2 separate regions of the Ovis aries genome follow, and region 2 is linked to region 1. Evidence: chromatin contacts called from public Hi-C data. All regions are on one chromosome and are shown on one strand. The core of a region is the stretch at or near the end of the contact, and the rest is flanking DNA. Distances in the headings are between cores, read along the strand shown. Region 1 holds the start of GHRHR (growth hormone releasing hormone receptor). Region 2 overlaps MINDY4 (MINDY lysine 48 deubiquitinase 4).

The links. Hi-C and Micro-C count contacts between places; a contact is called where the count stands out from the background.
Region 2: a Hi-C map of liver shows a contact between it and region 1, with 2.5 times the contacts expected there. The contact joins the enhancer-like site here to the promoter of GHRHR in region 1. A contact is called at or near these places in 9 of 16 Hi-C or Micro-C datasets (hypothalamus, liver, mesenteric adipose tissue and 5 more).

What each region holds. Positions count from the first base shown.
Region 1 is chr4:66,945,240-66,950,117 of ARS-UI_Ramb_v3.0, reverse strand. GHRHR (growth hormone releasing hormone receptor) reads left to right here and starts at 2,580. Exons shown (of 13, transcript NM_001009454.3): 1 at 2,580-2,720. The coding sequence starts at 2,664.
Region 2 is chr4:67,068,741-67,073,618 of ARS-UI_Ramb_v3.0, reverse strand. The region is part of intron 5 of MINDY4 (MINDY lysine 48 deubiquitinase 4); the gene reads left to right. Among named protein-coding and RNA genes, the nearest start is that of MINDY4, 47 kb to the left of the region's middle. Within about 2 kb of position 2,653, at least 29 of the 54 cell types and tissues checked have an H3K27ac peak or open chromatin away from gene starts, as enhancers often do. A contact at or near this core is called in liver and tail adipose tissue, where this site is marked.

The sequences.
Region 1 (4,878 bases), core at 1,331-3,830:
GGGTTCTTTCTTGAACATATATATTTATTAATGCCAATGTGCTCAAACTTACTACTCTTTTCTTAATGATTTCTTTTTATGTAGAAAAAGTTTCTCTTCTTCTGAGGTTGTAAAAACAAATTTGCATTTTTGGAAAAAATCCTACTGTTTATAGTTTGGACTTTAAGCCTTCTAGAATTTATATTTCATAAGTGTGAGCTAAAGAGCTAATCTTATATTTTCCATCCAAAGAATTGATTATTCTGTCTTTGCTGAGACTCCAGCCTCGTAACATGTTCTCTGTGAGTTATGCTCTGTATGAGGTTCTCTGTAGGCCTTTCCTTTTCTGCTTATTCCAGAAACCCAACAAGGAAGGTATCATGCCCGTTTTTCAATGAAAAACTGAGGTTCAGAAAGGTTAAATAACTTGCCCAAGGTCACACACGCTGTGTGTGTGAGAGAGACCTGTTTAAGTCTGCCATTGAACTCCAAGTGGTGGAGTCAAACTTTGAACCCTGAGCAGATACAGAAATAGCTGGAGATGGAAGTTCAATGACCCTGGCCCATTCAGAAGGGATAGTGGGCCTGGGGGAAGCTTGAGGAACGCAAACAATTAAATCAGGGTCTCTCAACCTTAATTCTATTGACCTTTGGAGTGGATAATTCTTCAGGTGGTTGTGGGGGGCCATCCTGTGCGTGGTAGGATTTTAACAGCACCCCAGTTTTTATGGTTTTTATCCCTTACATAATATTAGTACCTTGCCACATCTCCTCCCCGCCCCTGACTGCTGGCTGTGACACTGAAAACTGTCTCTAGGCATTGACAAATAGATAGGAATCAGTAGTAGCATTAATATCAATTATTAACCCTCAGTAACACCCGTTGATGTTAATTATCAACAGTGATCGATTGCAGATTTTATCCTTGGACTGTTGCCTCTCTGTAGCTGGGGATGGAGGCTCTGGCTTTCCTTTTAAGCTACACCTGCTCGGTGCTCTGTGTCTGGCATTGATCCTTACTCAGCCTGTCAACAGAGGGGCTCTGCTTCACCCTGCAAATGTGCAAGCTTGGTGTGATTGAGCCCTGCCCCAGGTCACGGCCGAGGACATGAAGACGCTCGTACAAGGGCAGGAGTGTCTGGGGCTGGGGGTGCTTCTCTCTTTCCTTTCAAAATATTTTTCTTTGTTGGTGATGAGCACAAATGGAAAAACACAGCCCTGCTGATGTAAAATGATTCCTCAGTCCAGATGTGGCAGGGACGAGGAGCTCCATCATTCATGATTGGCGTCAGGCTGGAAATGTGTGTGTCAGAGTCCCGCCTGACAAGCTCTGGGATTGCAGACCTGCACACAGAAGGCAATGGCACCCCACTCCAGTACTCTTGTCTGGAAAATCCCATGGACGGAGGAGCCTGGTGGGCTGCAGTCCATGGGGTCGCTACGAGTCGGACACGACTGAGCGACTTCACTTTCACTTTTCACTGTCAGGCATTGGAGAAGGAAATGGCCACCCACTCCAGTGTTCTTGCCTGGAGAATCCCAGGGATGGCAGAGCCTGATGGGCTGCCATCTATGGGGTCGCACAGAGTTGGACACGACTGAAGCGACTTAGCAGGAGCAGCAGCAGCACACAGATGGCAGGGCCTGCCAGGTACTGGCACCTTCGGGACGCTTGAAGATCTAATGTGATTTCCAGACGCCCCAGTGCTGTGCAAGGTTCTGGGCAATTTAGAACACTGTTTCTAGCCTGGCCAACTGAGATCCCTCATTTTAAAGTCTGAAACTATAATAAAAATGACAGGGTAATGAATACTCAAATTAATCTGAGCTGCTGTGTAGGTTCTCTTGTTTCTGCCCCTGATAACACTGGTTTTCCCCCACTCAGGATGGCTTAGCTACGTGAATCTTTTTGCACGCTTCCTGTTTTTCCCTGTTTCCATATGGACTTCTGAAGAGACTTTGACAAGCCCCCATGTAAAGTCCAGAGCCTGGGTCTCTTCAGACTTCACCTCGCCATCCAGACTGGTATCCTTGCTGGGAACAGAGACAAGGTTTTGCTGAAACTACTATCTTTAGGACCAGCCCATGGGGGTGCATGGGGACTTCATGATTGCACTTCCTTTTCTAAGATTCCTATTTTCCAGACTCTACTGACACCCTACCCACTTCTGCTGGGTCCCCAGGGCTCCGAACCCATCCTTCAGGCCTGTGGATGAGGCTGAGATCACAACCAAACTGGGCTCCCTGAGTGTGGACTCAGGCCTTCTTCTTTGCGGAGTCTCCTTCATTTGGGGGGAATCTTTCCACGGTGGAGCCTCAGAGGGCTGGGCTCAGAGAAGAAAATTATAAAGAATATTGACCTACTGGGGCAAGAGGTGTCCTGTGGCTGCCATTTGTCTGTGACCTTGGTAATGTTAGGACAGACATGGGCAGACTTACAAAGTCAACCCCTCCCCCCGGGAATGCAGAGTTCTACCCTGAACCTGTGGCGGAGCTGGGCACGGTGTTCTGTAATCCTGGTGAATATTCAGTGGGTTCTGTTCCCTTCACTGGCTCCTGTCTACGCAGACAGCCAGCTGGGAAGGAGAAGCAGAGGCCGTGCTGGCAGCAGTGACAACAGGGGACGGTGGAAGGAGCGCAGGGCCACCGAGGCTGACCCAGGCAGCCGTCGCCGAGCTCCCACCATGGGCAGCAGGGTGTGGGGCGCCTGCGTCCTCTGCTTGCTGGGCCCCTTGCCAATCGTGAGTAGCCAGCTCAGACCCTCCTGGCCCCGCACTGAGCTTGAGATCTGGGAACCGCTGGGCCATCCTGGGGCCCACTGCCCTTCCCCAGCGCAGGAGTCTCTCTACTAAGCAGTCTGGTGGCCTGGCTTGGAGAACTCCTGACACCTGCGGTCCCCACGTCTCCTCCCCCTCCCTTCCCAGGCAGCCTGCTCATCCCTGGGGACCTCTGACAGCAAAACGTCCTTCCTGGAGTTGAACTGAGTTCAACTGCCCATTGCATCCCCCAGGGCCTGTCTGCACCCTCGGGGCCGCAAGACTCTGTCCTAAAACAGTACCTCTGCCTCCCTTTCACACCCTGAGTTTTCTCCACACCTCCTTCTCTGACAAGCTTGCAGAGCCCTCCCAGTCCTCACGATCCCTGGAGCCACTTGATTGAATTGCTTCCTTTGAAGAGGGTGTGGCCAGGGATTGAGTGTGTCTGGGTAGTAAGTGAGAAGTTGCTCCCCCTTCCAACATCTGGGAGCCTTTCCCTCGCAGGGCACACCCTGGGCCCTGAGTAGCTTTCCACAATCAGGTACAGTCCCGAGGCCTAGAAGGCTAGGGAGCAGGCTGCCAGGAGGGGCCCTCTCTGAATGTTTTGTGTACTTTCCTAGAGTTTAATGCAAGTGACAGTGACTTGGGGACCAGGATGGGAGACACAGTCCCAGATTGGAAGCTGTGGCTCCCAGAGTCTCCTGTGAGCTCACAGGACTGAGGTTGCCCTCTTCCTCCATTGGCTTGTATGTGAGTGTGTGTGTGTTTGACAATGTGTGTGCATGTGTGTGAGTGTATGTATGTGTGAGTGTGTATGTGTGGCCGGGGCTATACCTGCTCTCCGTGCACGGCCTTTGAGCTTGGATACCGGTGCTGTGAATTCGCCACGTGACCTAGGTAAGTCCCTTCCTGAGCCTCACTTGTCTCTTTTGTAAAGGAAGAAAATAACGTCTGCCCCCCAGGGCTATTGTGCCTGGAGAAGGGTCTGACTTGCCAGAGGCTGGGCCTGCGGCGCATCATGGGTGACTTCTATTTCCCTCCCCGCGCTGCACAGAGTGGGGCTTCCTCCCTCTCATCTGTGTGCACCCCACAGGAAATGCTTTACTCTAGAAGGGGGACGGAGATCCTGTGGGGGTCACTCAGTCACTGGTGCCAGGGTCAGGGTTAGCACTAAACCCCAGTCTCCCGGTGTGGCCTCTGTCCTGCACAGAGCCCAGGTCAGCTGTAGCCATGGTCAGCCAGGCCAAGGTATGCAGGATGACAGTCTCCCCTCAGGAGGAGTGGGGTCCTGGACGTGGGCCAGATGATCCCTGGTCCCACAGTGAGCTGGGGATCCAACCGGAGTATTGAGATAAGTCTTGGAATGATCCACGTCTTCTCACCCCTAGCAGTTTCCACCTGTGACCACACATCTGGGTCATGAGTTGAGCTTCCCTGAATTTTTCTTCCCTTGGGAAGTGTGGTGGCTGTCTGTTTCTCCTTTTGACGGGAGGCTTCCCACCAGGGGCCTTGGTGGTCCCATAGTCAGGCCCTGAGAAGGCGTCTCAGGGAAGGATGGGATTGTAGATGTGGAGGGGGAGGGGGGCGGATGGAGCCCATGGTCTCATATCAGGCCCCGCCCTCCCCATCTACCCCCTTGTGGACAATCAGACTGCTGTGTGGACATGTTGGGGAGGTAAGACTGGGGCTCTCCTCTGAGGTGGCCCTAGGCTCACTGAGTCCTGGGAAGAAGCCAAGAGGTGTTCCCAGATTGGAGATCCAGAGCCCGAGCTGCAGGTGGAATCTGCATCGTGAGGTCCCAGGGCCCAGGCAGGAGATGGCAGAGCTGAGCCCAAGCTGGCTTTGGGGGAGTGGGGTCAGCCAGCCAGGACTGGGGTGTCCTCCCCTGCAGGGGTGGGTCTGCTGGGGGTGACCCTCCTTACTGGTCAGGGTCTCCAGGTCCTCTCCTAGCCCACTGGCCTTTGGGTCCCTTCCACGTGGTCACCTACTGTCGACTACTCCCATTCTAGTGTTTGAAGTCTCTGACCCCAGCCACTGTCTCATACCCACTATGCTTTTGCTGCGCCTGGGTTCCTGCCAAAGGACGCTAGGAGTTAATGAACCACCTGCTGACATGGACTCTGTGCCAGACACTGGGGGCTTG
Region 2 (4,878 bases), core at 1,404-3,903, 120 kb before region 1:
TGTATGAACTTGGACAAGACAGTCATCGGGTGCCTGGGGTGGAGGAGACGGTGGGCTTCTATTGGTAGGATGGGTCATCTTCATCTCTGGGAGGGAATTCATGGATCAGCAAAATACAAACAAAAATGCCAAAACAAACTGCCTGGAATCCTGTTCGGATCCAGACGTTGTGGGCCTGAGACTTACACAGTTTGGGTGTCTCTTGAAGATAAAGAACATAGACCTACCTCATTTTTGCAAATCTGACAAAAATAGAAGACTGTGCCAACACTAGGGCCTCGTGACAGGGCCTGTGCAAGAGGATCCCTGAAGCTTAAGTCCCATTAACTTCACGGTAAATCAGACACATTACTTTGCCAACAAACGTCCGTCTAGTCAAAGCGATGGTTTTTCCAATAGTCATGTATGGATGTGAGAGTTGAATTATAAAGAAACCTGAGCACTGAAAAACTGATGCTTTTGAACTCTGGTGTTGGAGAAGACTCTTGAGAGTCCCTCGAGAGACTCTCGCAGACTCTTGAGAGACTGCGAGGAGATCCAACCAGTCCATCCTAAAGGAAATCAGCCCTGAATATTCATTGGAAGGACTGATGCTGAAGCTCAAGCTCCAATACTTTGGCCACCTGATCTGAAGAACTGACTCATTGGAAAAGACCTTGATGCTGGGAAAGATTGTAAGCAGGAGGAGAAGGGGATGACAGAAGACGAGGTGGTTGGATGGCATCACGGACTCAACGGACATGAGTCTGAGTAAGCTCCAGGAGTTGGTGATGGACAGGGAAGCCTGGTGAGCTGCAATCCATGGGGTCGCAAAGAGTCGGACACGAGTGAGCGACTGAACTGAACTGAACTGAAATCAGATACTCTTCAGTTTGTTATTATTATTTGTTTTTCTTTCTAAGTAAGAACATTAGAACTATTATGTAAAATTTAAATATATATCCAATCTTGAAAGAAAAGTCCCAGCTTTGAAATGAACAAATTAAACCTAAGGAAAGATTCACTATATTGTTACCTATGGCTCCCATTTGGTCATAGACCTGTGTGCCAAGGACTGGTCTGTGTTGGAATATTTCTGACTTTCCAAACCTCAGTGTCCTCATTTTTGAAATGAGGGCTAAAACGTCCCTTTGCTGCTTCTCTGCAGCCAAGCTGCCTATGAGAAAAAACAAACAAACAAACAAAAAACCTGTGCTTTCAAAGTGCTTGGTAAAGTAGAAATAAGCACCCAAATAAACACTTCTTATTGTAAAGACAAAAATTAGAACCCTTAGACTGTCACAGAAAGGACAGTGGAAGCTCAGGGCAAGGGAGGATTCATCTACGTCTGCTTGGGGAAAGACAGGAGCTCCAGAAAAAAGGTGTTATTCAAGTGTACACCTCCTCACCTTTTTGAAAAGCAAATGAACCCCAGTTTCTTTATTTTCAAATTGATATGAAGTTAACCTTGGACCCAGACAGTGTTGTTTCAGACTTGCTGCTTTAGGCCCTTTTATTAATGCTTAATGCAGGGAAACGTTTTGTGAGTTCAAAATGAAAATATTTCACCCCAAAAGTTGTTTTAAGCCACCCTTTGGCCTATTTTATCAAACAGAACTCAAGTGGGTTTAACATTTAATGGGACTCGGAAAAAGTCCCACTTTCATTGGGACAGCTCCTTCCCAGGGTGTGTTGTCCTTTATTTGGACAGTAAAGAGCAGCTGTGGTGCCAAAGAGCAGCTTCTCCTAGCAGCTAAGTAAATATCTCCGCACAGCTTTCCAATCCACGATGGAGACCGGCGGCAACTCTTATGTAATGCCTTTCAGGCACACTTTGGAACCTTCCCTTTTATAAGTCCGAGTGTGACTTTGGACTTCCTGGGACAGGGCCAAGAGGCAATCCTTTCCATCCTGGGCTGTCACACGAGACTTGGGGAGGGCAGGGCTGGGGGAATCTGTGTCTCTGACGGAATCATCCCCTTAGGTCTTCACTCCACAGTGGGGAGCCCTAATCAGAGACAGCCTTAGTGATCCCTCCTGCTGGGTGCGCAGTCTGGGGCTCCTGGTGGGAGGGGGCGAGGCTGCTGGTGTGGGCCAGGTACCACCTCATGCCTCTCGCTCCAGCCCTGGTGATTGGGCTCTTCCAGCATCCCACAGGGTCTTCCCAGGTGGCTCAGAGGTAAAGGACCCGCCTGCCAGTGCAGGAGATGCGGATTTGCTCTCTGGGTCGGGAAGATCCCCTGGAGAAGGAAATGGCAACTCACTCTGGTATTCTTGCCTGGAGAATCAATCCCATGAACAAAGGAGCCGGAGGGCTGTAGTCCATGGGGTCGCAAAAAGTAGGACAAGACTTAGTGACTGAACAACAACAACAACAAGCATTCCACAATGGTTGGGCTTGGCCGAGCCACGCAGCCACGTGCTGGTGGGCAGAGGGGAGGAGGGGAGGCCAAGGGGAAGGAGGACCGTGGGCTGGCAGCATTCTGCCTGGTGAGCTGCACAGTGCGGGTGGTGAATGAGTGATTACTCAGTGATCTGGCCGCATCCCAGAGCTGTACTCCAGGGAGACCACTTGTCCTTCAAGAGGATATTTTTCTTCCCCTGGAGCCACCTCCTCTCTACCCACGTTTTCACTGCCTGTTGAGCAATGCCTGCCGCTCGGCACCAGTCACCTTGTGGAGCTGAGTTCAGCCACACCCAGGAAACTGCAGCCTGCGAGAGGGGCAGAAAGATAGGAATTGGGAGAGCCACAGATCCTGCTGGTGTGCATTCATTATGGGGAGAGCAACCACCCTGACCCAGTGCATTTTGGGTCTTTAGAAAACACCGTTGGTGCCTCCAACATCCAACAAGGGATAGATGAGAATGACCTGTGGTGAGAGTCTGGAGCCTAAAGTTCTGTTTCTGGCTTTGCCCACTACACAGGGTTTCTAAGTAAAAGCTCTCTCTCCCCTTCCCACCCCTGACAGAGTGGCAGGATTAGATTAGATGGTCTGAGTTAGCGTTTCCAGCCCTTACAGAGGCATGAGCCTTATCTGGGTGAGGCTTCCCTGGTAGAGAATTCAGACCGTAAAGAGTCTGCCTGTAATGCGGGAGACCCCGGTTCAATCCCTGGGTCTGGAAGATTCCCTGGACAAGGCACTGGCTACTCCGGACACCCGCTCAGCTTCCAGAGGGAGCATCCGTTGAATACTAGTTGTATGCCAAGGCCTTGTACCAAATTGGGAGAATAACATGAAGGAAGGTCACAGCTGGTACAGTTTTGTTTTGCGAATTGTGTGCCCTTGAGGAACTCTCCCAGTCTGATGCTTCGGTTACCCAGGGTAAATTTCTTCTCTGTTCCTGGAATGTGCCAGAATCCAGCCCTGCTCAGGGAAGGAGAATTGTCGGCCTTGGTTTTCAATCTTGCTCTGGCTCTGCACGCTTCTGGCCAAGGGTGTGTGTGCCAGAGTTTGTGGGGAGGGACGCACACAGAAAGATAGTTGAACTGAGAGATCTTCACCCCACAAAAACAATGGTTCAGGTTAGAGTACGTGTGTTCTCTCCAGCTCAATGGGCCAAGCCGATGGCTTTTCCAGGAGGATGCAGGGCCGTTGGGGACCCCCCTCCCAGTCCGTTCTCACCAGGCGATCCCTATCTTTGTCCCACCTTTGTCCAGCCCGGATGAGAGAGTCTTGGGTATGCAGCCCAATTCCCAATTAAAGTCATTCACTCGTTTCAGGAAGATAATTTATTTGGGCTGAATTGTTAAGGCAGATTGCTTTCACAGTATCCAAGCAGAGTGCTTTCTCACAGGAAATGTCAGACCAGGCAGTTCTAGTCAGGTTTTCCACATCCGTAAGAGAAAAGAGAGGGGAAAAAAAAAAAGATTCCTTTTATATGTTGAAGGTCAACAGTTGGAGAACTGACAACTGCCGGGTATAAAACCGAGATGTGTACACACGATGACTTCTTGATAACCCAGCCCTTGATGAGACCTCCTGTTCTTTGACGGCTTAATTTTAAAAACGCCTGTGGATGTGGCGGCCCAGGAAGGTGGAGCTCTTCCCGAGGCTGGGACGTGGATCCCTCGGGCTGAGCACCCAGAAGGTGGAGACACTGGCGGAGCCCCCTTTCTTACTCCAGAGCGTGGTTTCCTAATCTGTAAGCCCAAAGGTTATGCCAGGTGACTATCCAAGTGCCTTCCAAGTCTAACTCACCGTGATTCTGCACCTTGCACCTTCTTCTGGGGGAGTTTGGGAAGCCAGAGGGAAACAGAGAGCAGGAAAATCGAAAGAAGAAATCTTTTCTTCTATGGAGAACTTTGTTTAAAGTTCTTTTTATATTCGCTTGCCCTCAGGGATCCCCCTCACTAAGGCTAACCCCTTCTGAAGTTCAATCTTTAATAAGAGCCTTTAAGGCCAGGGCTGTGCAGAGTCACTGTTGTGAGGACAGGAATACTGGAGTGGGTAGCCTTTCTCTTCTCCAGGGGATCTTCCCAGCCCAGGGATCGAAACCAGGTCTCCTGCATTGCAGGCAGATTCTTTACCAAGAGGTGGTGGTTACGCAAATTTGTGGATGCATTATATGCCGCTGGATTGTTCACTTTAAAATGGCTGATTGTTTTTTTTAAGAAGAAAACAAAGGAAGTAAAAGTATGGCAGAAGGAAAGTGTGAAATATAACAGGACAAATAACTTCAAGTATATCAGTAATTACATTAAAGATGCACAAATTAAACTCGCCAGTTAAAAGACAGAGACACTCAAATCGATTTTTTCAATTAGCACCACGGTATTTCATATGATACATGTGGAAAAAAGGAGAACAACCAAGCACAGGGAAACAGGGAAAAAATAAATCACTTGGATGCCAACCATTTAAAAGCTAATGTAGCTAAACGCTATTGGATAAAAATCAA